6 separate regions of the Mus musculus genome follow, and all the other regions are linked to region 5. Evidence: chromatin contacts called from public promoter capture Hi-C and targeted proximity ligation data. All regions are on one chromosome and are shown on one strand. The core of a region is the stretch at or near the end of the contact, and the rest is flanking DNA. Distances in the headings are between cores, read along the strand shown. Region 1 holds the start of Kdm2a (lysine (K)-specific demethylase 2A). Region 2 holds the start of Scyl1 (SCY1-like 1 (S. cerevisiae)). Region 3 holds the start of A930001C03Rik (RIKEN cDNA A930001C03 gene). Region 4 holds the start of 2010003K11Rik (RIKEN cDNA 2010003K11 gene). Region 5 holds the start of Yif1a (Yip1 interacting factor homolog A (S. cerevisiae)). Region 6 holds the start of Grk2 (G protein-coupled receptor kinase 2).

What was found. Capture Hi-C pulls out chosen DNA fragments and counts their contacts.
Region 1: a targeted proximity ligation map of pancreatic cancer cells shows a contact between it and region 5. A contact is called at or near these places in 2 of 39 promoter capture datasets (3T3-L1-derived adipocytes and erythroid cells), 1 of 130 datasets of targeted methods (pancreatic cancer cells) and 1 of 9 other capture datasets (adipose tissue).
Region 2: a promoter capture Hi-C map of adipose tissue shows a contact between it and region 5. A contact is called at or near these places in 2 of 39 promoter capture datasets (both in liver), 1 of 130 datasets of targeted methods (pancreatic cancer cells) and 2 of 9 other capture datasets (adipose tissue and pancreatic islet).
Region 3: a contact with region 5 is called in a targeted proximity ligation map of bone marrow-derived macrophages, with 4 times the contacts expected there. A contact is called at or near these places in 6 of 39 promoter capture datasets (the 3T3-L1 cell line, the SN4741 cell line, embryonic stem cells and 3 more) and 4 of 130 datasets of targeted methods (bone marrow-derived macrophages, extraembryonic endoderm stem cells and pancreatic cancer cells).
Region 4: a contact with region 5 is called in a targeted proximity ligation map of embryonic forebrain, with 2.1 times the contacts expected there. A contact is called at or near these places in 7 of 39 promoter capture datasets (the HPC-7 cell line, the SN4741 cell line, erythroid cells and 4 more), 2 of 484 Hi-C or Micro-C datasets (CD4 T cells and LSK cells), 7 of 130 datasets of targeted methods (craniofacial prominence, embryonic forebrain, embryonic stem cells and 3 more) and 2 of 9 other capture datasets (adipose tissue and liver).
Region 6: a targeted proximity ligation map of microglia shows a contact between it and region 5, with 5 times the contacts expected there. A contact is called at or near these places in 4 of 130 datasets of targeted methods (embryonic stem cells, memory CD8 T cells, microglia and 1 more).

The regions. Positions count from the first base shown.
Region 1 is chr19:4,394,830-4,398,331 of GRCm38.p6, reverse strand. Kdm2a (lysine (K)-specific demethylase 2A) reads left to right here and starts at 1,255. Exons shown (of 21, transcript NM_001001984.2): 1 at 1,255-2,021; 2 at 3,440-3,502. The coding sequence starts at 3,499. 9430078G10Rik (transcription initiation factor TFIID subunit 4) reads right to left here and starts at 2,448. Exons shown (of 3, transcript XM_030251152.1): 1 at 2,439-2,448; 2 at 882-2,002; 3 at 1-221. The coding sequence starts at 2,448.
Region 2 is chr19:5,769,723-5,773,334 of GRCm38.p6, reverse strand. It overlaps Scyl1 (SCY1-like 1 (S. cerevisiae)), which reads left to right and starts at 1,916. Exons shown (of 17, transcript NM_023912.3): 1 at 1,916-2,115; 2 at 2,472-2,612; 3 at 2,783-3,132; 4 at 3,524-3,612. The coding sequence starts at 2,005.
Region 3 is chr19:4,437,749-4,441,216 of GRCm38.p6, reverse strand. A930001C03Rik (RIKEN cDNA A930001C03 gene) reads right to left here and starts at 1,894. Exons shown (of 3, transcript NR_045990.1): 1 at 1,828-1,894. Rhod (ras homolog family member D) reads left to right here and starts at 1,774. Exons shown (of 5, transcript NM_007485.5): 1 at 1,774-1,997. The coding sequence starts at 1,866.
Region 4 is chr19:4,497,286-4,500,659 of GRCm38.p6, reverse strand. 2010003K11Rik (RIKEN cDNA 2010003K11 gene) reads left to right here and starts at 2,077. Exons shown (of 2, transcript NM_027237.2): 1 at 2,077-2,416; 2 at 3,046-3,374. The coding sequence starts at 2,141. The coding sequence ends at 3,144.
Region 5 is chr19:5,086,917-5,090,239 of GRCm38.p6, reverse strand. Yif1a (Yip1 interacting factor homolog A (S. cerevisiae)) reads right to left here and starts at 1,702. Exons shown (of 8, transcript NM_026553.4): 1 at 1,492-1,702; 2 at 610-821; 3 at 364-468; 4 at 158-236. The coding sequence starts at 1,522.
Region 6 is chr19:4,304,171-4,307,747 of GRCm38.p6, reverse strand. It overlaps Grk2 (G protein-coupled receptor kinase 2), which reads left to right and starts at 1,526. Exons shown (of 21, transcript NM_001290818.1): 1 at 1,526-1,846. The coding sequence starts at 1,734.

The sequences.
Region 1 (3,502 bases), core at 6-2,505, 690 kb after region 5:
CCCGACTCGCCGGGGGCGGGGTCACGTCCCACCCGGGCCGCCGAGGGCACCGGCGCTACGGAAACCTGAGCGTGGCCAACAGCAGGGGCTCCCTGGGCCACCTCCCTGGGAGCCTGCGGCCCGCAGTGGGGTGTGCTAGCTGCTGCCACCCCTGAGCCGTCGTGGATCCCACTGTCGCGCACAGCACCTGTGGACTCCCTTGTCAAGCGTCTGGAGCTGCCCTGAGGGAACAGAGCTCGGGACAGACATGCTACTGCTACCGGTTCCTGCCCCTTCGGAGCGGCGAGGAGTGGGTGAGGCGAAACCGGTTCGCTGCACGGACAGGAGCTCCCCCCGTGCTAAGGGCGGCCAGGCCCTGCAGCGGGGGGCGCAGGGGCCTACTCCGGGATGGCGAGCAGGTGGGCCTCGGCCGGCCGGCGCGTGAGGGAGGGCGCCCGGCGGGAGGGCGCTTCTTTCCGTGCACTCCCTGGGTCTGACAAGACCCGAGCACAGCACCCGGCTCTGGCCCGCTCCCATGGCATGACCCCGGGGGACCCCGCGTTGAAGCGGCCAACGGCTGCCCTGACCCAGGCCGTCTGGCCCACGTTTGTGTGACCCGTCTGACCACCCAGCAGAGGTGGCTCGAAGGGGAAGGGGAGATGCTTCCTACTGCTTGGGGCGGGGTGCTGTGTTTTGTGGGGGTCGGGGGTCACAACCCTCCCTAGAGTAGTGGGGGAGGGAGGGCGGCTGGCGCAGCTGGCCGGCGGTGGGCGGGGTCACCGGCGAAGTTGCGAGTGTGTGTGTGTGTGTGTGTGTGCGCGCGCGCGCGCGTCTGTGTGTGCGTGTGTGTCTGTGTGCGGGTGTGGGGGAGAGAGAGAGCGCGCGCGGAGGAGGCTCGCGACTGGCGCGCAGGCGCAGGCACCCGGTCGAGCCGGCGACCTGAGAGGAGGCGGGCAGGGAGCGGGGGCGGTAGGCCGGCCAGAGGGCGTGCGGGCTGACGCGAGGGGGGGAGGGCGGGGAACCGCGTCGGCGTCGCGGGGCGCGGGCGATTCGAGGCCGACGCAATCGGCGCGTGCGCGCTCCGGCGGTGTGTCCGTGGTAGAGGGGGCGGGGTGGGGTGGGGGGAGTGACGCGTGCGCGTTCACGTGTGTCCCGGAGAGCGGTAAGACGCGCAGGGAGGCTCGAAAGAGGTGGGGGTGGAGAGGCGACGGGAGGGAGGGGGTGGTGGTGAAGAGAGGGCGCCTGCGCAGTGAGGCCGGAGGAGCTGTGTGTATGTGAGAATCTGACGGGTTCAAAATGGCGGCGGCTGCTTCAGCGGATCCTCCTGTGTGAGGGAAACAACACCCCTCCCCGGCAGCGGCGGCGGCGGCGGCGGCGGGCCGCAGAGCACCTTTCCAGTTCCCGGGCCCGTCGCGGTTGTTTCCCTCCCGGGCAGTGGGCTCTTCGCGTGGAAGGGCAACGTCAGGGGGCCCATCCCCCGGAGTCCCTCCTCTGCTACTGGGGAGTAGCTGGGGGTGTACGGGGGATCGTCCCGCAGCGCGGAGCCCCGGCTCAGGGGACGACGCAAAGGCAGCCGAAGGCCCCCGGTCAGGGCGCTTCGCTGCTCCCGCCCTCTCCGCCCCCCGGGGCCGGGGCCCGCGTTCCGGGGGGCCGGGCGGCGCGGGGAGCGTCGGCCGGGCGGGTCTCAGCTGATCGGCCGCGGTTCCTGGGCTTCGGTAGCGGCTGTGGCCGGCTGAGGGTACCGAGAGGAGGGTGTTTCCCGCGGCCCGGTTGACCCGGGTCTCGGGCTGGGGCTGCTGACCGCCAGCTTGGGGGAGTAGCCGAGTGGTCTTGCTTCCCTGACGCCTCGGACGCGGAGTCTGTAAAAGCCAGAAGAGGAGGTTTGATTCAGTAACTGTTTCCTCTTTTCCGGGTCGCTCTGACCCTTCTCTGGATACTGGGTTAATACACAGAAATACCGAAGACGACGTTTGGGATTTTATTTTGTCTGTGTTTGGAATTTTACTTCTCTCTTGGACAAGAACTCAAGAACAAAATCCTCGGTGAGATTTCCCCTCCCCCCTCCCCCGCCCTGGGAAGTTTGGTTCCCGGTCTTATCTAAAGACTTAATGTAAAGTTTTTATTTCTTTGCAAGGGGTGAGCCACAGAACGCCTTTTCCCTAGGGGAGCAGTCGAGGTTTACCGCTTTGCTGTCCGGCCCTGGGGTGCAGACTGTGTCCCTCGCGACCGAGGCCGAGGAGGGCAGTGCCACGAACTGCTCTCGCAAACTATGTCATCGGGTCCTCTGAAAGGATTTTGTTAACGTGGCCGTATTATATTTACAAGAGAGAAAAAAAACATTTGTATATCCAATTAGAAGCCATTATTCTGGAGAAAGATATTTAGAAAAACGAAAACCCTTGCTTGGTGTTGTGGATTGATTGACGTGCCAACCGGCCTTTATTTAATGGATGTTTCACCCGTATCCATATATCGAGACGTTTCATTTATTATTTACTCATCTAGATTAGATGGTATTTTTGCCTCCGTTTGCAACTCTCAAATTTGTTCTGTAGTTGTCCACCTTGAGGTGGATGGTAGTTTGGGGAAGGCAGTTCCTTACTAGAAGGATATGGGACATTGGTTTGAAGTCTTTCTGTAAAACCAAATTTTTCTTGCCCTCTTTTTTTTTTTTTTTAATGAAAGTAACCTCCCCGTTTTGCTTATAATTTGTTATTACCTGTTTGAGAACTCACTGGTTTAGGGTCTGGCTTAGTTTTGTGTGTACTTCACCTTCACCTGGCCATTCAGCACTTTAGAAATAAAAGTCCTTCCTGGGTTTGGTGCTGCACACCTTTGCCAGCACTGGGCAAGCAGAGGCAGTCGGGTCTCTTGTAAGTTGGAGGCAAGCCTGGTTGGTCTATGTTGTAGTTCCAAGACCACCAGGGCTATGTAGAGAGATCCTGTCTCAAAACAACAAAACTTAAACACACACACACACCAGCAAACATACAGAAGAAGAGAAGTAAAAGTCCTGAGCCTTTTCACCTGCATTATATCTGTGTAAGGGTCCCTTAGAACTGGAATCAGACAGTGACCTGCCATGTGGTTGTTGAGAATTGAACTCGGATCCTCTTGAAAAGCAGCAGTGCTGTTAAGCACTGAGCCATGTCTCCAGTCCCCTCTATCTATCTATCTCTTTATCTATCTATTGCTAATGTTAGCAGGAAGAATTTTGCTAGTTGCAATCCCATGAGCAGAAACAAATGATGTGGCTGGTCCTAAGGAACTGAAACCAAAGTCTCCTTTTGCTTAGGTCTTATTTTATAGTTGTGATGTGATTAATATTGACAAGACATGGCACCATTTGCCCAAGAGGATAAAGGATTCTCAGAGTCTTTAACTTAATGAGAAGGGGAGGTATAAGTTCCATAATGAGTTCTTATTTCTCTTCATTTCCTTTGTAAATTTGGATCCTTAGGAAGAGGAAGGCATCCCTGGAGTGGTTTCTTTACTGTACTTCCATCAGAAGAGTGAGAGATGG
Region 2 (3,612 bases), core at 667-3,166, 680 kb before region 5:
AACTGCTTTCTCCTGGGCTGGTTCCACTCCCTGTTAGCAGCTTTCCTCAGCATGTATCCCATGGCTCTGGCATCTTTAACATCTTTGAGTCTCCAAGGCAATTTCAATGTTACAGCTTCTTGTTTCAGTGTCTGGGATTCCACTTGATCTTTTGGACTCCTCCTAAGGGCTGGCATCACTTTTCCAGCTCTGCCCTCTGTAGCATTCTAAGCTCAGGTTGATCCACTCCACTATGGCTGCTGTTCTTGGTAATCATCCCATGGTACTGACATCTCCAATACACTGGGGTGTTCCACTCCAACTAGGCTTACCAATAGCCTCAGGCAAACTTTTCAGACAAGGGCAAAAAGTAGCCACATTCTTCACCAAAATACCACAAAACCAGTCTTAATGCCACATTCTGAAAATCTTCTCCTTTGAAATCTCTTGGGCCAGGTCAACACAGTTCAAATCACTCCCAGCAACAAAATCTTTCATATTCCTACTAGGATGACCCATTAAGCCTCATTTAAAGCATTCTACTGCTTTCCAAATCCAAAGTCCCAAAATCCACATTCTTTCAAATAAAAGCATGGTCAGGCCTATCACAGCAATACCCCACTTCTGGTACCAACTTCTGTATTAGTCAGGGTTTTACTGCTGTGAACAGACACCATGACCAAGACAAGTCTTATAAAAAACAACATTTAATTGGGGCTGGCTTACAGGTTCAGAGGTTCAGTCCATTATCATCAAGGTGGGAGCATGGTAGTATCCAGGCAGGCATGGCGCAGGAGGAGCTGAGATTTCTATGTCTTCATCCAAAGGCTGCTAGTGGAAGACTGACTTCCAAGCAACTAGGGTGAGGATCTTATACCCACACCTACAATGACACACCCATTAGGTCACACCTCCAGATTGTGCCACTCCCTGGTCCAAGGATATACAAACCATCACAGAGGTATTTTCTTAATAGGAGTACACTGGGCCAACCATATACAAACTATCACAGGGTATTGGCGCTCCTAAAACTGGAGTTATAGGAGGTTGTGGGCCAACAGAGGGTGCTGAGAGACATTCTGGAAGAAAAGGTTTATTCCTGGCTTTGCCATGTTCCAACTGCCAGCTCAGCTCAGTGACTCAAACATCATTCCCAGCTTCAAGCTCCTGCAGGACTCTGGCCAGCACCCATGTCCACTTTGGACATACTTCTCTAACAACAGTTTCCCAGACCTCTCAGGACATTTGTGTCACCCCTTGCCTATCTCCACCTCAACCCCACTCTCAAGGTCTCAAGTACCTTTATTGTAGTAACTAAATTCCTCGCTGAACCCCAAATCTGCCCATTGCCTGTTGAAGGAGCGTTTGGCTTAAGAGATAACCATTGGAGTTTGGAGAGACCAGGGGTTAAGAGCACTGACTGCTTTTCCAGAGGTCCTGTGTTCAATTCCCAGCAACCACATGGCAGCTCACAACCATCTGTAATGGAATCCGATGCCCTCTTCTGTTGTGTCTGAAGCCAGCTACAGTGTAGTCATATACATAAAATAAATATATCTTAAAAAATGAGAGCAATAACCATTCTCCTCACTACTATTACTTTCCAATCATACTGCCTGCCACTAGTAGCCTTTCTTTTCTATCTCCCCATCTCTTTCCACCCCTGCCCCCCCAGGTTTAGATAGGCCCTATTGTCACGCTCACTTCCTGAACCCCTCCCCTCTTCATTCTACAACGGTTGCACTCACTACTCTCTATCACACTCAATTTTTCTATCTATACAAGGCCACAAGTTGGGAGCATTCAGATGACCATCTTGGCTCACCCTTCCGGTCACGCTCCGCCCTGCCCAGGGAGGTCTGCCTTCAGTCCAGCCTCACTCCCGCAAGGCCCCACCCTAAAGCTCCGCCCCAACTCAAACCCCGCCCATAGACCAGACTGGCTCCGCCCTCGCCCCGCCCCGCCCCGGCTCGGGCGGCCGGAGGACCCGGAGTGGAGGCTCCCGAGCCCGTGGCGGCGGCGACGATGTGGTTCTTTGCCCGGGACCCGGTCCGGGACTTCCCGTTCGAGCTGAGCCCTGAGCCCCCCGAAGGCGGGCCGCCCGGGCCCTGGATCCTGCACCGAGGCCGCAAAAAGGTGAGATACTGCGCTGCTCCGAAGGCCGCGGCCGACCTCGGCCTTTCCTACTATGTATGCCGGCTTCGCTGTGTCGCGCCGGGCCTGACGTGGCGGCGACCGAGAATCCCGGCAACGGGCTGGGGAGCGGGGCGAGCAGTGACGACGTGGCGGGCGGAAGGACCGAGGGACGGACAAGCAAACCGGACGGGGGTCACGTGGGCCTGGCTAGCTCCTTCAGGGCTGTCCTAGGGCGAGACTGGCTGGAGTCCCTTCCCTTCTGTTTTGGAGATGGGCTCGGAGCTGCTGTAGCCCAGGCAGGTTGGAGAGATCACCCGGCCCGTGCCTCTCAGGTTGCTCTGTCTGTCCTCCACCAGGCCACAGGCAGCGCAGTGTCCATCTTCGTGTATGATGTGAAACCGGGAGCTGAAGAGCAGACCCAGGTGGCCAAAGCTGCCTTCAAACGCCTCAAAACTCTCCGACACCCCAACATCCTGGCCTATATCGATGGGTTGGAGGTACCTGTCGCCCGATCTACCCATCTTACTCTCCTCAGGCCCTCACTTTGTACCCAAGTGCTTCAGTAGCTTCAGATTTGGTATCTTCTCCACTGCCTCTTTCCCTGTCACGCCCCTCATCTTCCCTTCCTCTTCTGGCACCGTGCCCTGATACCCCTTTTCTTACTCAGACAGAAAAGTGCCTCCACATCGTGACAGAGGCTGTGACCCCCCTGGGAACATACCTCAAGGCACGAGCAGAAGCAGGTGGCCTGAAGGAGCAGGAGCTGTCATGGGGGTTACACCAGATCGTGAAAGCCCTCAGCTTCCTGGTCAACGACTGCAACCTCATCCACAATAATGTCTGCATGGCCGCTGTGTTTGTGGACAGGGCTGGCGAGTGGAAACTTGGGGGTCTGGACTACATGTACTCGGCACAGGGCAACGGCGGGGGACCACCCAGCAAGGGGATCCCGGAGCTCGAGCAGTATGATCCCCCGGAGCTGGCTGACAGCAGTAGCAGAGCAGTCAGAGAGAAGTGGTGGGTGCCCGAGGTCACCGTACCTTGATCTGCCCGCACTGAGGCTCCTGGACTCTGGCGACCCCTAGACCCGCTGGGAAACCCCTTCCCTTGCTGCCTGCCTGGCAGGGGAAGCAGGATCTCAGGAGGAGGTGGTTGGCTAAGAGGGACAGAGTTTGGGTGTTCGGTGCTTCTGGATTTGAAAGCTGTGTGTTGGAGGCAGGTGTCTGTCCTTCTCTGAGCTTTGGTGTCTTTGTTAAATGGGGCTAATGAAACAAACTCCTTGGGGCGGAGGGCTCAGTTCAGGGACGCAGCCAGGGTCTGGGATGCAGCGGGTGCTTGGGACCTAAAGCAGGTTGGAGGCAGCACTAGCATATTCTAGGGAGCCCTGAACAGCTCTGGGTTACTGCAGGTCAGCAGACATGTGGCGCTTGGGCTGCCTCATCTGGGAAGTTTTCAATGGGTCTCTACCTCGGGCAGCTGCCCTGCGCAACCCTGGGA
Region 3 (3,468 bases), core at 645-3,144, 650 kb after region 5:
ACTGGGGGGGGGGGGGCTCCTCACCACTCCTTCTGGGCATCCTGTTCAGCCACACACCCAGCTTCATGCCAAGTCCCGCCCAGCCCTGTGGCGGTTTCGGGAAAGGGGCATCCAAAAGGTGGAGCTGGGGAGGCTTCTGGGAGGCTCCTTCCATACAGCTGACCTCTGGCCCAGAGGGAAACTGGAAACTGCCTCCTTGAGACACAGTGAGGATCAAATAGGGCTGAAGGTCCTCTTCACTGCCTGACTTTGAATACAATGGGAGATGAAGTCATGGAGGTGAAACCCAAAGACTTCTGACCATGGTCCACTTAGCTTCCATTAAACACCCAGTCTGAGGTCTGGGGAGACAGGCGAGACCTTTTTCCCCTCTTTTTTAGACAGAATATCTAATCCATGCTGGCCTTGAACTCACTGAACAGCCAAGCTGACATTGAGCTTCAGATTTTCCTGGCTTCACCTCATCAGTATTGGAATTAGAAGCATGGATCTCCAAGCCCGGTTTATGTGGAACTGGGAATGGGACCGAGGCTTTCATGAGTGCTGGTTAAGCATCCGGGCAGCGCGGCTACATTTCCAGCCCACTTATGCTCACCAAAAGTTAAAAAGAAAAATCTGATCACAAAGAAGGTTGCGGAGATTTAGAGAAAAGTAAGATTTATTCCTGAAATCCAAAGTGCTCCACCCTCCAGATACTAGCTCCTCAGCCAAGTCCCGCCCTCTGTCCTGTCGCTAAGAAGTGGGGGCGTGGCTACCTTGCTCCAGTCTCTTCGAAGAGCCCCTTTTTCCTTTCTCCTGTCCTGACACCTCCTATTCTAGGCTTCTCAGAGTCGAGGTTTTGATCGGAACAGTGCAGGGTCCCCAGACTCTAAGAAACTAAGGATCATCTGCATTGATTAAACATTATACCAAAGAGCTGGAGAGATGGCCCAGAGGTTAAGAACATTGGCTGCTCTTCCAGAGGATCCCGGTTCACCCACATAGTGGCTCATAATGTCTGTAACTCTAGTTCCAGGGTTTCCGAGTGCAGAGGACACCAGGATGCATGTCTATGTCTATACATGCAGATAAAACGCCCACACGCGTAAAAAATAAAACTAAAAGGCCATCATACTATATACCATAATATGAACCATTCATGACATCTGCCATGTGCCAGAGCTAGCTCTGAGCTCTACAGATGGACGGTTCCATAGTTTTCCTTAGCTCACTGGCTGCCTGGGTGAGATGCGTGGTAATTCCACCTTCATTGAAACTTCCTGGAGCTGGCTGAAGAGGTCCTGCAGTGACCCACAAGGGCATGCCCGGGCCACTCCTTTCTCATCTGGCCTACAACATTTGGAGGAGGTCCGCAAATAGCAGAAACTCATATTCATTCATTCATTCATTCATTCATTCACCCACCCATTCATTCATAAAAATAACCTCCCACCCATGGCAGATAGTCCAGGTGCTTCCTCCTTCCCTGTCCCCAGCCTCTCTCCAAGTACTTGTCTACTCTCCCACGAGCCCTGGGTGCCCTCTGGAGGCGTAGGTCTCCGCTCACCCCTGCGGCCTCAGCGACTGCACGCAGTAGGTGCTGCAAAAGTCTTTCTTGAGTGTCTAGACAGGACGCCAGGAGACCGGACCCCAGGAGCGTCCACCCTTGGGCGGGCGCCGCACCCCCATCTTGTCCCGGGCTTCTCACCTGAGCTGGGTGTCCCCCGCCCCCCGGGCCGCCTCCTGTCCCGGCCGCCCCGCTCCCACTTCCTCCCGCCGCCCCGCCCCTTCCACATTCCTGTCCCGCCGGGCCAGCCCCGCGCCCGCCGCAGCCAGCCCGCCGCGTACCGCCTGCTGCTCCGCGCACCGCCGTCCGCCAGCCAGGGATGAACGCGTCCCAGGTTGCGGGAGAAGAGGCGCCGCAGAGCGGGCACTCGGTCAAGGTGGTCCTGGTGGGCGACGGGGGCTGCGGGAAGACGTCACTGATGATGGTCTTCGCCAAAGGGGCCTTCCCAGAGGTGAGTGCCCTCATCCTTGGCCCTGCGCTGGGGACACCCCCCATGTGCGGGTCTGCTGAGAGCTGCCTCGAAAGAACCCAGCTCTAGCCTCCTAGGGGGAAATCTCAGCAGGGCCTGGGGTCGAAGGCAGAGTTTTTCAGTTTTAGCCAGTAGAAGCAAAGTGGGACTAATAGCACTTAGGGGGAGGGGTGTCACAGGGACTGAATTGGGCCACCTAGGGAAATAGCAAATCCTACGAGAGCAGTTGTTGTCACTACTTGGCGACGAGAGTGTGAGGACTTTGGAGCTCGACTGGCAGCAGTAAAATCAAGCCTTTGCCTCTTACAGCTGTGTGCCTTTGGGCAAGTCCCTTAACCTCTCTGAAGGTTAACTACATGATAGGACTGAAAGCCCCTACCCGAGCGTAGTATAGAAAAGAGTGCTGAAAGTTAGTTGCTGAAAGTTAGTAAGTGATGTTCGTCGGGCGACATCACCTCTTCTCCATCCACTATGGTGCAAATCCCCATGCTTTACCCTAGAGAGGAAAACTGGAACACCGACCCTTCTCTGAAGAGTCTGATTATGCCATACTTCGACTCTAACCAAGCCTCAGTTTCTCAGAGCAACCTGATAGGGGGAAGAAAGCTGGGACAGTGAGGCTGAAGGCTGATGGCCGGCTCGGTGCGGTACCTGGTTGCATCCTGGCTCTCTGGGCTTGTCACTGTGAGTCCTCAAGGACCCCATGACCAGAACAGTGGCTGAGCCCTCCTTCTGTGCCTCCACGAGGAGTGGGGGTCCTGTGTGTTTGTGGGTTTGCCTTCAGCAGCAAGCCTTCTTTTCCTGTCCCCACGTCCTTCTGGCCTCTGGGATTGTGCAGAAGTGGGTAATTTGATGGAAGGAGCCAGAGAAGCTGACCTGGCAAATAGGGCACAGTCTTGCTTGCTACTCTGAATACCAGTGGTTTTTATGGTTGTTGGGTTTTTTTTTGGGGGGGGGGGTTGTATTTTTGTCGTTTTACTTTAGTGGTTCCTGTTTTGTTTTTGAGACAGGATATTACTGTGGAGGCCTTGTACGCTCAGTCCTCCTGTCTCTCGGCCCAAGGATTGCTCAGATCACGTGTATGCACCACCATACCCATCTCACAGCCTTTGGTTTTGTGGTTTGCAAAGCTGACGTCACCTTCTTTGACCAGTTACAGTTTTTTTGTTTTTAAGTATAGGAGATATTTTCCAGGTCTTTAGGTACTGCCCATGGGAACCCAACCAACGTGGGAACCAGGAGATCAGAGGAGGCACCTAAAGGTGGAGGGGGTGGGGAAGGCTCTGCAACACTGGCCTGGGGCAGGCATCCTAGACACTAGGCAGAAAAGTCCATGAACTGTTTATGGGGTTTTGTGTGTGTGTGTGTGTGTGTGTGTGTGTGTGTGTTCACAAGGTTTCTCTGTATAGTCCTGGCTGCCCTAGAACTTACTCTGTAGACCATGCTGACCTCT
Region 4 (3,374 bases), core at 828-3,327, 590 kb after region 5:
GACGCAAGTGAACTCAGAAGCAAGAAAATCATTTGACTTTAGAAGTTCAAGGCCAGCCTGGGCACAAGAATGAATGTCATCAACTTGCTTTGAATATGTGTCCAAGACCCTCTGCACCCCAGTTAATTCACACAATGACCTGAGTTCTTTTTGTTGTTGTTGTTCTTGTTGTTGTTGTTTTGCTTGTTTGTTTTGTTTTTTTGAGATAGGGTTTTTTGTGTGTAACAACCCTATCCTGGACTTGTAGACCCAACTGACCTCAAACCCACAGAGATCTTCTTGCCCTTGCCTCGAGTGCTGGAGCTCAAGGTGTTTGGTGGTGGCCTGCCTGGCTCTAGCTTGAGTTCTTTGTCACTCTTACACTGAGGGAACCAAAGAGAGAAGAAGGATGCAACCCAAGGTCACAGAGCTTTAAGCAATGAAACTGCAGTCTACCTAGAAGACAGTGGTCCCTGGAGCCTGAGCTTTTAACCATGTGCTTTGCTAGAATATTGAGGGCAAAGCTAAGGCTGGAGAAATTTAGTTCTCCTGACCCTGGCACTGTCCTGTTTTCTCTCTCTCTCTCTCTCTCTCTCTCTCTCTCTCTCTCTCTCTCTCTCTCTCTCTCTCTCTCTCACACACACACACACACACACACACACACACACACTCTCACACACAGAACCTGCCAGGCTGAGGATGTAGCAGAGTTGGCACAGTGCTTGCCTAGCGTGCACAAGCATCAGTGTTCCATCCCCAGCACTGTCTACACAAGGCATGGTGACCCATACTTGTAATCCAAGAATTCAGGAGGTGGAGGAGGGCAGAGATCAGGAATTCGAGATCATCCTCTGCCACATAGCGAGGCCCATCTGGGCAACATAAGACCCTGTCTAAGACAAAAGTCTGGCACTGAGATAATATTTACTATAGGTCATTTTTTTCTTTGTGTCTCTGTATGGTGTGTGAAGGGATTATGTGTGTGTGTGTACACTCGCACACATGTGTGTAATCTAGAAGTTGACACTAAGTGTCTTCCTCTGTCATTCTCTACCTTTAATTTTTTTCCTCTTAGTTTTTGAGAGAGGAACTAGCTGTGTAGACCAGGCTGGCCGAAACTCACAGAAATTCCCCTGGCATGAGCACTGAATGAGCCACCTTGCCTGGCCTCACCTTTTTACATTTTCAAATTACATTTATTTGTGTGTGTGTGTGTGTGTGTGTGTGTGTGTGTGTGTGTGTATTGTGTGTTCTTGAGAGCCACAGCGCATGTGTGGTGGAGAGAGGAAAGCCTGTGGCAGCCAGTTCTCTCCACCAGGTGAATCCCAAGGATCAAACTCAGGTTGTCAGGCTTGTCAGCAAGTGCCTGTACCCACTCGACCACTCCTTCCCCTTAGTTTTTGAGACAGTGTGTCCCACTGGGTCAGGAGTTCACCAATGCAGCTCAGACAGGGACTGCAAGTCCCAGAGAGTTTCCTGTCTCTCCCAGGTCTGGGATGACAGATGCATATCCACCTTTCCACAGGGGTACCAGGGAACCCAACCCAGATCCTGTGCAGCAAGCACTTTATGAGTGAGCCGTCCCCCCAGCCCCTGCAGGTCACGATTTTGGATGTGTGCCGCTGACCTCCAGAGCACTTTTCACCTTGTAAAACTGAAGGTCTGGAGCCATGAAAACAAGTACCGTCCACTGTCCAGCCCCTGCCTTACCCGATTTCACCCTGGTAGTTACGGTTTTGACTGTTGTAGAATGAAGCTATTCTGTTCTCTGTCCTGTTGTAGAAGTAATCTTTGCTTAATGTCAATGAGATGAGTGGTACGGCCAGCCAAGGCCAAGGCCAGAGGAGGCCGGCAAGGTCTCCAGGGTGGTGTGGTCAGAGAAGGCTGTCTGGAGGGAGGAGGGAAGACAATAGGAACCAGCCTAGCATTCAGAAGGATCCCGAGCTGGAAGCCAGCCTGCGCTGTATAGTCCCACAGGGTGAGAAGTCAATGGAGAGAATGACTCAGAGATATTTGGCCTCTGTGGCCTGCCCTTTGGTTTATGACAGCCACCTCAGCAGCACTGACCTTTGTCTACAGGTGATCTCCCATCATATGAGTGAAGGCACCAGGCCATCTCACAAAGCTAGTGGCTTACCGACCAGTGCTAGCTTCTAGGATCATGGGGACCAGCCTGCGTAGCCAGTCCTTTAGAGAACCCCGGCCCTCCTATGGGAGGCTCCATGAGTCCCAGGGGAGGTCTCTGGATGGCCGACTCCACAGAGCACTGAGCCTCAGACTGGGCCGTGAGAAGTCCAGGTCGCAGGTCCCCGATGGCACGGAAGGGCTGGAGGTCTCTGTCCAGGAGCGGCTGCCAGGGACCCTGGGAGACAAAGAACAGCTGATCCAAGGCCAGAGAGGAGGAGGCAGCCGGCGGTGGCTGAGACAGTACCAGCAGGTGTGGCTTCAAACTGAATTATCACTTTCATGGGGAAGGGTGGGGACTCCGGGCAGCAAAGGGTTAAGAGCACAGCTGACCTGAGGAAAGCCAAGCAAAATACCCAGGAATTGAATGCATTTGACTAAAAGCAGTTGTGATTCCCCTCACCCCTGTGGGCACTGGGGATTCACTGAAGGTTGGAGGAGGGTGGGCAAATGGGGTCTGGGTGGAATATGGTCAGAGCTGTTTCTGTTTTGAGATGGGGTCTCGATAAGTAGCCCAGAGTGGCCTGGAACTCTTGATCCTACTCAGTGTTCTGAGTGCTGGGAGTGCAGGCATATATTACCACACAAGGCTCTGAGAGCTGTATTAAGATGATTAATGTAATACTATGTTGCAAGGGTGACTAGAGCAGGAGGCAGGCAGATTGGCCAATGCAACTTCTGGCAAATTACCGTCTGTACCTCTCACACAGGATGAAGAGTAGATTTGCCCCACCCCTCCTGGCCCTTCGTCCCAGGGGGAAGGGTCTCCCCTCCCCCCAGGAGTTTAGCTTCTCTTTCATGGCTCTACCCCCACCTGGTGGCTGTGAGTGGAACACCACTTGAAGCCACTGCTATGATGTTTCTCCTACTTTGGTCTTCCAGCATGTGAAAAGAAGGTGGAGGAGTTTTGTCGCCAGCTTCCCCAGTGTGACCCTGAGTCAACCAGCCTCCCCAGAGACCTTGTTGGACACCAACAACTAAAGCTGCTGTGACTGTCCCTCACTCCACCGGCTCTGCTCCTGTGTCTTTTCATCTGCCCCTGCATGGCTTTTCTGGACTCTGAACTGCTCCAGCTTTTGAACTTTGTCTTGTGACCCAAGGAGGCCTCTGCCACCAGATCATTCAAAGCCCCCATGTGGCTGCTCTTCTTGGTTCTGGCACCTATCTCTTAGCAAAGATCTCCATAGGCCTGAAGAGGAAATACCTGGCTC
Region 5 (3,323 bases), core at 453-2,952:
GAAGTTTCCTACTGGTCATCCTGTCAACTTAGTGTCTAGTAACAGTCCCACGTGGAAAGCTCCAGGAATGAACGCTGGGTCATTAACAGAATCGTCTTCCTAACTATGCTCAAGGCACAAGTCCCCTTTGTGGCCAAGCCCCACATCAGAGACTCACTGGGGATATAGAGGTCAGGGGCATTGAGATCTTTCCGCGGGGGCAGAGGCACATCATGGCTGTATTGCATTTTCCAGTTCTGGCCGTGGCGAGGTGGTCGGGTAAACAGGAGCAGAGAGAAAGAGAGAGAGGGTTGAGATCTGATGATCAGTCAGGTTATCCGCGAGTGGGGAGAGGCTGGCCAGCTCTCCTGGTGGGAAGCTCACCTGATGTGTGTATGGGAAGACCAATAGCCCTAGCTTCTTAGCGACATAGGCTGTGTCCACAGCAAAAAAATACTTGAGTTTGTTCACGGACACAAAACGGTGCAGCTGGAAGTAAAGAGAAGAGGCTATGGATGAGCCCTACCGTGATCCTTCCTAAAGGATGCCTGGGGAGTAAGATGGGATCCTGTGACACCCCAACCCTGGCCAGAAGCCCTGCCTCCCTCCTCCCGGGAGCCCAGGGCACACCTCTTTGTGCACTATGTCCTTCCCTTGGGATGCTATGGAGGTGCCATAGGCCATTGCCATATTGGCCACTGGGTCTCCAAGCAGGTTGTTGACACTGAAGGCTACATCAGCTCCTGGGGCTGGGTATCCGCCCAGTTGGCTGGAATAACCACCACTTGTATCATCGAAGAGTGGAGGAGGGTCTGGAGCTGCCCGGGTCCTATGCTTGGAACCTGCAGGTGTGAGAGGACCAAAGTAGATTACAGAATTACAGAGCAAGAACCCAGACCACTGCCCTTTCCCCAGGCTGGGAAGCTGTGCATAGGTCCTAAGGCACCGAACAATTGAGGAAAAGGCAGGATGAGTTTTAAAGTCGATCTCCTATCCTTCGGGGGGTCAGGGTGGGGGATCATTTACTGCATGCAGTGGGAAAGGTGTGCCTAAACATGGCTACCCATTTGGGGTTTCTAGGAAGTCTCTCAAGGGAAATGATCTCTGAGTACTAGCGAGTGAAAAGACGTTTGCTTGGGCACAATCACCGCAAAGACATTCCTTGACTTAACACAGGTAGAAAAGGCAATATTGGCTATTCGGAGTCCCTGGACAGTGGTCAGGAATGCTGCCCGAGTTGTAAGAGGGAAAGGAAGTTCTGGAGGCAAATTCGGTACAAGCAGGATTAGACTTGAGGATCCCAGTAGTGCTGTCGCAGCCTGATCTCAGGACTGGCTAGTAAGGGCGAAGTCCAGGACACGCTGCAGTGTGGCAGGGCAGGAACCCGAGAGACACTCTCCCCGCCCTGGGCAGCGGTCACTGCAGACCCTCTCCAACAGAACCAGTGGGTCTCTCAGCGTATTTGGCTCCCCGCTGCCAGGCCGCGCCCCGCCCTCCCCACTCCTCACGCACCGTGGACTCCATATGCCGAATGGTAAGCCATGGCCGTGACGTTCGCTCTACCCAAGGGTCGTGGGTACTTCGCTGAGTCGTGGGTACGAACACTACTGAAACAGCTACTTCTCTTGCCTGGTCCTGACCGAAGTTACCCGACGGCCCGACACGTCCCAGGGCTGTCCGATCGCGGCCGCCATGTCCTTGGCGTCACACTTCGCTGTCTACCATTGGCTCGTCGGAAGAGCTGGTTCTCCCCCTTTACACTTTCAATTGGCTACTGGTGAGCTCTCTTCCAATCGGGTTTTGTCATATTCAACTTCCGACAGATAGGGGGCGGAGCTACTCAAGATGTTCTCGGATTGACTAGTAGGCTGGCTAATTTGCGGCGCTACCAGCCAATAGGTGAGAAGGAGTTGTAACTTAGTTCCGCGTCTGCGCCAAGAGGCGCTTGACGCTCCTTGCCACGACTACGCCAATAGGAAGATTAAAGTCCTGACCGACCCAACTAGTCAGGGCACAAAGCTGGCTCCGCCGCAATGCAGTCCAAGAGGAATGCGGCGGTCGGTCAAGCTCTGACTGATCCCTGCCCCTACTCTGTGCTCTTTCCTCCAATTCACTCCATCCTGTTTTGGAGCTCCGGCCTGCTAGAAATTGTTGTTGTTGCCCGCACCGGGAGAGTGACAGCGCGGCCCTGAGCCCTGGAACGCTGACTCCTCCTCCGCCCTCCCACTCCTTTCAGAACTGGTGCTGTCCGTCGGCTGGTGCTGAAAATGCCCTGTAGAGTCCGCCGCTGGGCTCATCCCCGAGGGCCTCTGCTGGGAGGGTTTGGAATCGCGCTCAATACGTTATGCACACACGCACTCACACGCACACACGCGCTCACGCATGGGGCAGGAGACAGAAACTGAGACCACCCAGAAGATACGAAGTCCTGGTGGTATACATGGGACAGGAATCTGTACTGGGCCTTGTTCCATCGCTTTCTCCAGTGGTCCGGGAGATTTGGGAGGCAGAGGTGTAGTGACCTGTCTCCTGAAGGTCTCCTGAGTCATCACCAGTCCTGTGATCTCCAAGTGAGGCCCGTAAGCTTCACTCCTAGTCTCCTAGGCTCTTTTCTTCCCACCCAGGCTGTAACCACTCCCATCGTCGCTGGAGACAATCCCTCCAAGGGTCCCTCTCTCACAGACTGTCAGGTACTATTCTCTAGATAGCATGACACACCCTCGGATACTTACAGCTGACTAACTACTCAGCGTTTAGTTGCATAAGGTCAGACTTTTCTGATCCCCAAACTCAGCCCATGCTGTCCAACAGCTGCTTTTGCTCCTCCGCCTGGGATGCGGGAGATATGCCTTTCCCTTTTTATCCATTTGTCCAAATCCTTTAAGAGTCATGTTAGCTTGCTTGTGAGATGGCTCAGCAGACTGCCAAGCCTGAGAACCTAAATTCAATTCCCAGACGGTGGAAGAAGAGAGCCAACTCCGAAAAATCTTCCTCCGATTTGTACACTCGAGCTATGTTAAAGTGCACCTCTTTGCACCATCCCGCCCAGAGAGAGATACACAGAACAAATACATTTAACATGTAATTAATTTTGGGGGGGGGGGGAGATCGGGACTGGAGAGATGGCTCAGTGGTTAAGAGCATTGGCTGACTGCTCTCCGAAGGTCCCAGCAACCACACAATGGCTCACAACTATCTATACAGCTATTGTGTATTGTATATATAAAATAAATAAATAAATCTTGCCAGTTGTGGATGCGTACGCCGGTAGGATTTGGTGAAGGAGGCAGAGGCAGGAGGATCACGAGTTCAAGGCCAGCCTACAAAATCACGAGTTCGAGGTC
Region 6 (3,577 bases), core at 277-2,776, 780 kb after region 5:
AGATTTCTGAGTTCAAAGTCATCCTGGTCTACAGAGTGAGTTCCAGGGCAGCAAGGGTTACACAGAGAAACCTTGTCTGGAAAAACCAAAACCAGAAACAAAAACAGGACTTTTCACTCTTGGTAGCTCTGGGGCACTAGACAGCTGTTGTTTGGCCTTGAATGTACAGTAATCCCATCAGATCTAGATTTGGGGACAGCCATTCTGGTCAGAGCCTGTATCAGAGGGCAGTTTTAGGAACCCTGAGAAATGGACAGGTCAGAGGACTCTCAGGAGGCTGTAGTGGTGACCTAGGAAAGGAGAAGTAGAGGCAGGATCTGTCTAGAGATGTCGTCCGCTGACAACCTTTCTCCCCTAATAGGATTTGTTTTCTTCTGAAGGAGTCAAGAAGTCAGGGGAGTCGGGATACTTGCTTTGCTGGACACGAACTGGCAGGAGAATCAGGTTCTAAGTGTCCATGCCTGGGGTGGGAGTGTCCTGGCAGCCTGGAAAGCAAAGAGGTGCTCTAGAGAGGTGTGCAGTTTAAATTGCTTTCACTCATTTGCTTAAGACGGGGTCTCACTCTATAGCCCTGGTTGGCTTTGACTTTACAGAAAGACACCTGCTTTTGCCTCTCGTGTGCTAGCCAGGTAAAGTAGACAGGAGTTGGCCAAGGAAGAAGGCACAGAAGGGCTCAGTGGGTAAAATGTTTGCCACCAAGCCTGAGGACCTTGAGTTCCATCCCTAGAGACCCATGTGGTAAAAAGAGAGAACTGATGGTCAAATTGTCTGTCCTCTAACCTCCACATGTGCATACACAATCAATCAACTGATCAGTCAATCGATCGATCAATTAATGAGTTCGGCGTTCATCAGAGTGTGGTTTAATGGACTATGCCTTTAATCCATTTCAGCACTTGGGAGGCAGAGGAAAGCAGATCGCTGTGAATTAGTGGTCTGCCTGGTCTACATAGTGAGTTACAGACTAGCCAAGGCTACACGGGGATACCCTCTCTAAAACAAGAACAACAACAAACGTTCATGTCAGGAGTGCGGCCCAAGCTCTGAGTCTGGGGTCCTGTTGGGAGTTTGAAGTCAGGATTGTCATCTGGTCAGGTCAGGAGTCAGGGGTGGTAATGATGGTGTGACTCTGAGAGAATGTTCAGAAATTTGAGTATAGGAGTCTTGGTCGGTGTCAGGATTCTTGTTAGGACCCACGGTCTTGGCCCTAGTGGAGCGTGCAGTCTAGCATGCTGAGATGGGATCCGCGTTTGTGGTCATGGCTTGGGGTCTGAGGTCATCCTAGAGTCCTTGGTGGAAGACTCAGGTAACAAACCAGGACTGAGACCCGTGTCTCGGACCCGAGCGGTGCAGCCTCTAGGGGGCGCTGTCGCCTGCCCGCCCGCCCGCCGCCCGCCCGGCTCGGCCCCTCGGCGGCTCGCTGGCGCTGTGCGCGGCAGGCGGGGCCGGAGGCGGCGGCGGCAGCTCCGGGGCGCGGGCGAGCGGGTGGTGGTGGTGGTGGCGGCGGCGGCGGCGCCCCGACTGCAGTCCCGGCGGGAGCGGAGCGCGAGCCGGGCCGGGCCCGAGCCGGCGCCATGGGGCGGCGCCGCCTGTGAGCCGGCGACGAGCGAGGACCGGGCGGGGCGGCGGCGGCGCCGAGGCCCACAAGCCGCGCGGGCCGGGCCGGGCCGAGCGAGCGGGAGCGGAGCGGAGCCTCGGGCGGCGGGAGGAACAGCGCCGCCGCCGCCGCCAAGATGGCCGACCTGGAGGCGGTGCTGGCCGATGTGAGCTACCTGATGGCCATGGAGAAGAGCAAGGCCACGCCGGCCGCGCGCGCCAGCAAGAAGATCCTGCTGCCAGAGCCCAGGTGAGCCCGCCTGTGCCGGGCCCCACGCGCCGCCCCGGGATCCCGTGCCCTAGGGACCCCCTCCGCCCCAGGTTCCGGGGACCTTCTGCCCCAGGACCCGGGAACCCCTTCTACTCCGGGGACCTTCTGCCCCGGAGACCCCATTATTCTGGCCGCCCCAGGACCCGGAGACTTCCTCTGTCCCTGCCGCCGCAAGGCTTGGTGTCCGCAAGCCCTGGGCGCCCCAAGTCCAAGCTCCTAGCCCTGGGCCGCCCTGCCGCTTCCTGTATCTCACTGCCCGGCCTGGTCGCTGTCAGCCCCTGACTCTGCTGCAGCCTTCTTTCCACCCTGATGCTTGGCTCTGCCCTCTACCCTCTCGTGTTCCCTTGTGGTTCCCTTCCTCAAGTCTGCCTCTGTTTACCCGATTGTATCACACAGTCTGTTGCTCCCGTTGGTATTCCACTACCCTATCCACTCCCCGTGGAGTGGGTAACACTCTTGTGAGGTTTGTGGAGTGAAGAGGACCAATTTGAAGACTTTTATTTATTTATTTATTTATTTATTTATTTTGCCTTCCCCTATGGTGGGGTCACTATGGGATTGGGTTTGAGAGTGCTTTCTGGGGACAGTGCAGTGTACCATTCCTGAGGGCTGCGCTCCGGTGGGTGAGGGAAGTCCCTACTTTACCCTTTTCCCCACTTGTGGTTCCTTATGGGTACTTTTGACCAGGGGACCTCCCATCCTACAGCAGATGGACCATGCTGCCACCTCTCTACAAGACAACTGATGTCATCGCACCTGGTATCAAAGTTTAAACTGTCCAGGATGTGGGTGCAGAACAGGGCAGGATGTGAGAGGTGTAGCTGGGGCTTGTCCAGTATATTATGGTAAATAGACTTATCTTCCTATTTGAGCTGCACAGGAGACCAGAGAGCGAGTGAGACAGGTGTAGTTTTGTTCCCATAGAACAAGGTGTGTGTGTGTGAGAGGGGAAACAACTCAGACTGGAATGGCTTGTGCAGTGTCACCTGGCCTCCACATCAGGGCTCTCAGCTTCGAGTTTTATGTTTTGTCCTGACCTGAAGGGTGGCCTGGACGTCTGTCCTGCATCTGGAAGAGGAGATGTGTCCACCCACCAGGATGCCTCCTGGTGGGTGGTGAGGCCAGTCCCAGTAGCCTCCCATGCCAACTCCTTTAACAGCCAAGAGTTGGCCTTGATTTTACTGTCATTCTCTGTGGTAGAACATGCTCTACCCCCAGTGGGCAGTGTGAAATAGGCCTCTGGTGTCCTCTGTCCTTAGAGCCAGGTGGGCAGGTTGCGGGCTTGCTGCTGTGCCTGTCACCGTGCCCCCTCCTCCAGTGGCTGCACACTGGGTTTCAGTTTGACTGAGAACCAAGCCCTGTAGAGGAAAAATTGGTCTGTGTTTTGAAGAGGCCGTTGGGCCCCCCTTTTTTCTAAGACATTTGCAATCAGATTTCTCAAAACAGGAACTAGACTGAGTGTCAGCTGGGGCTGTCTAGGGGCAGCAGCAGTTAGGATGAAAATGAGTTCAGAAATGACAAAACTTAAAGGGAAGAGTGGGGGAGGGGCAGTCCGCATCTTGGGCTTGTAGTGCTCTCCTGGGCGGCCACAGCCATGGGGTTCTTCTGCAGGTGGAGGTCTGCAAAGTTTAAGGTGGTGCCTTTTCTAGAACTCTCTGTGTCTGGACAATCTTTCCCCAGAATGCATTGCTCCTAATAGACCCTACCTCC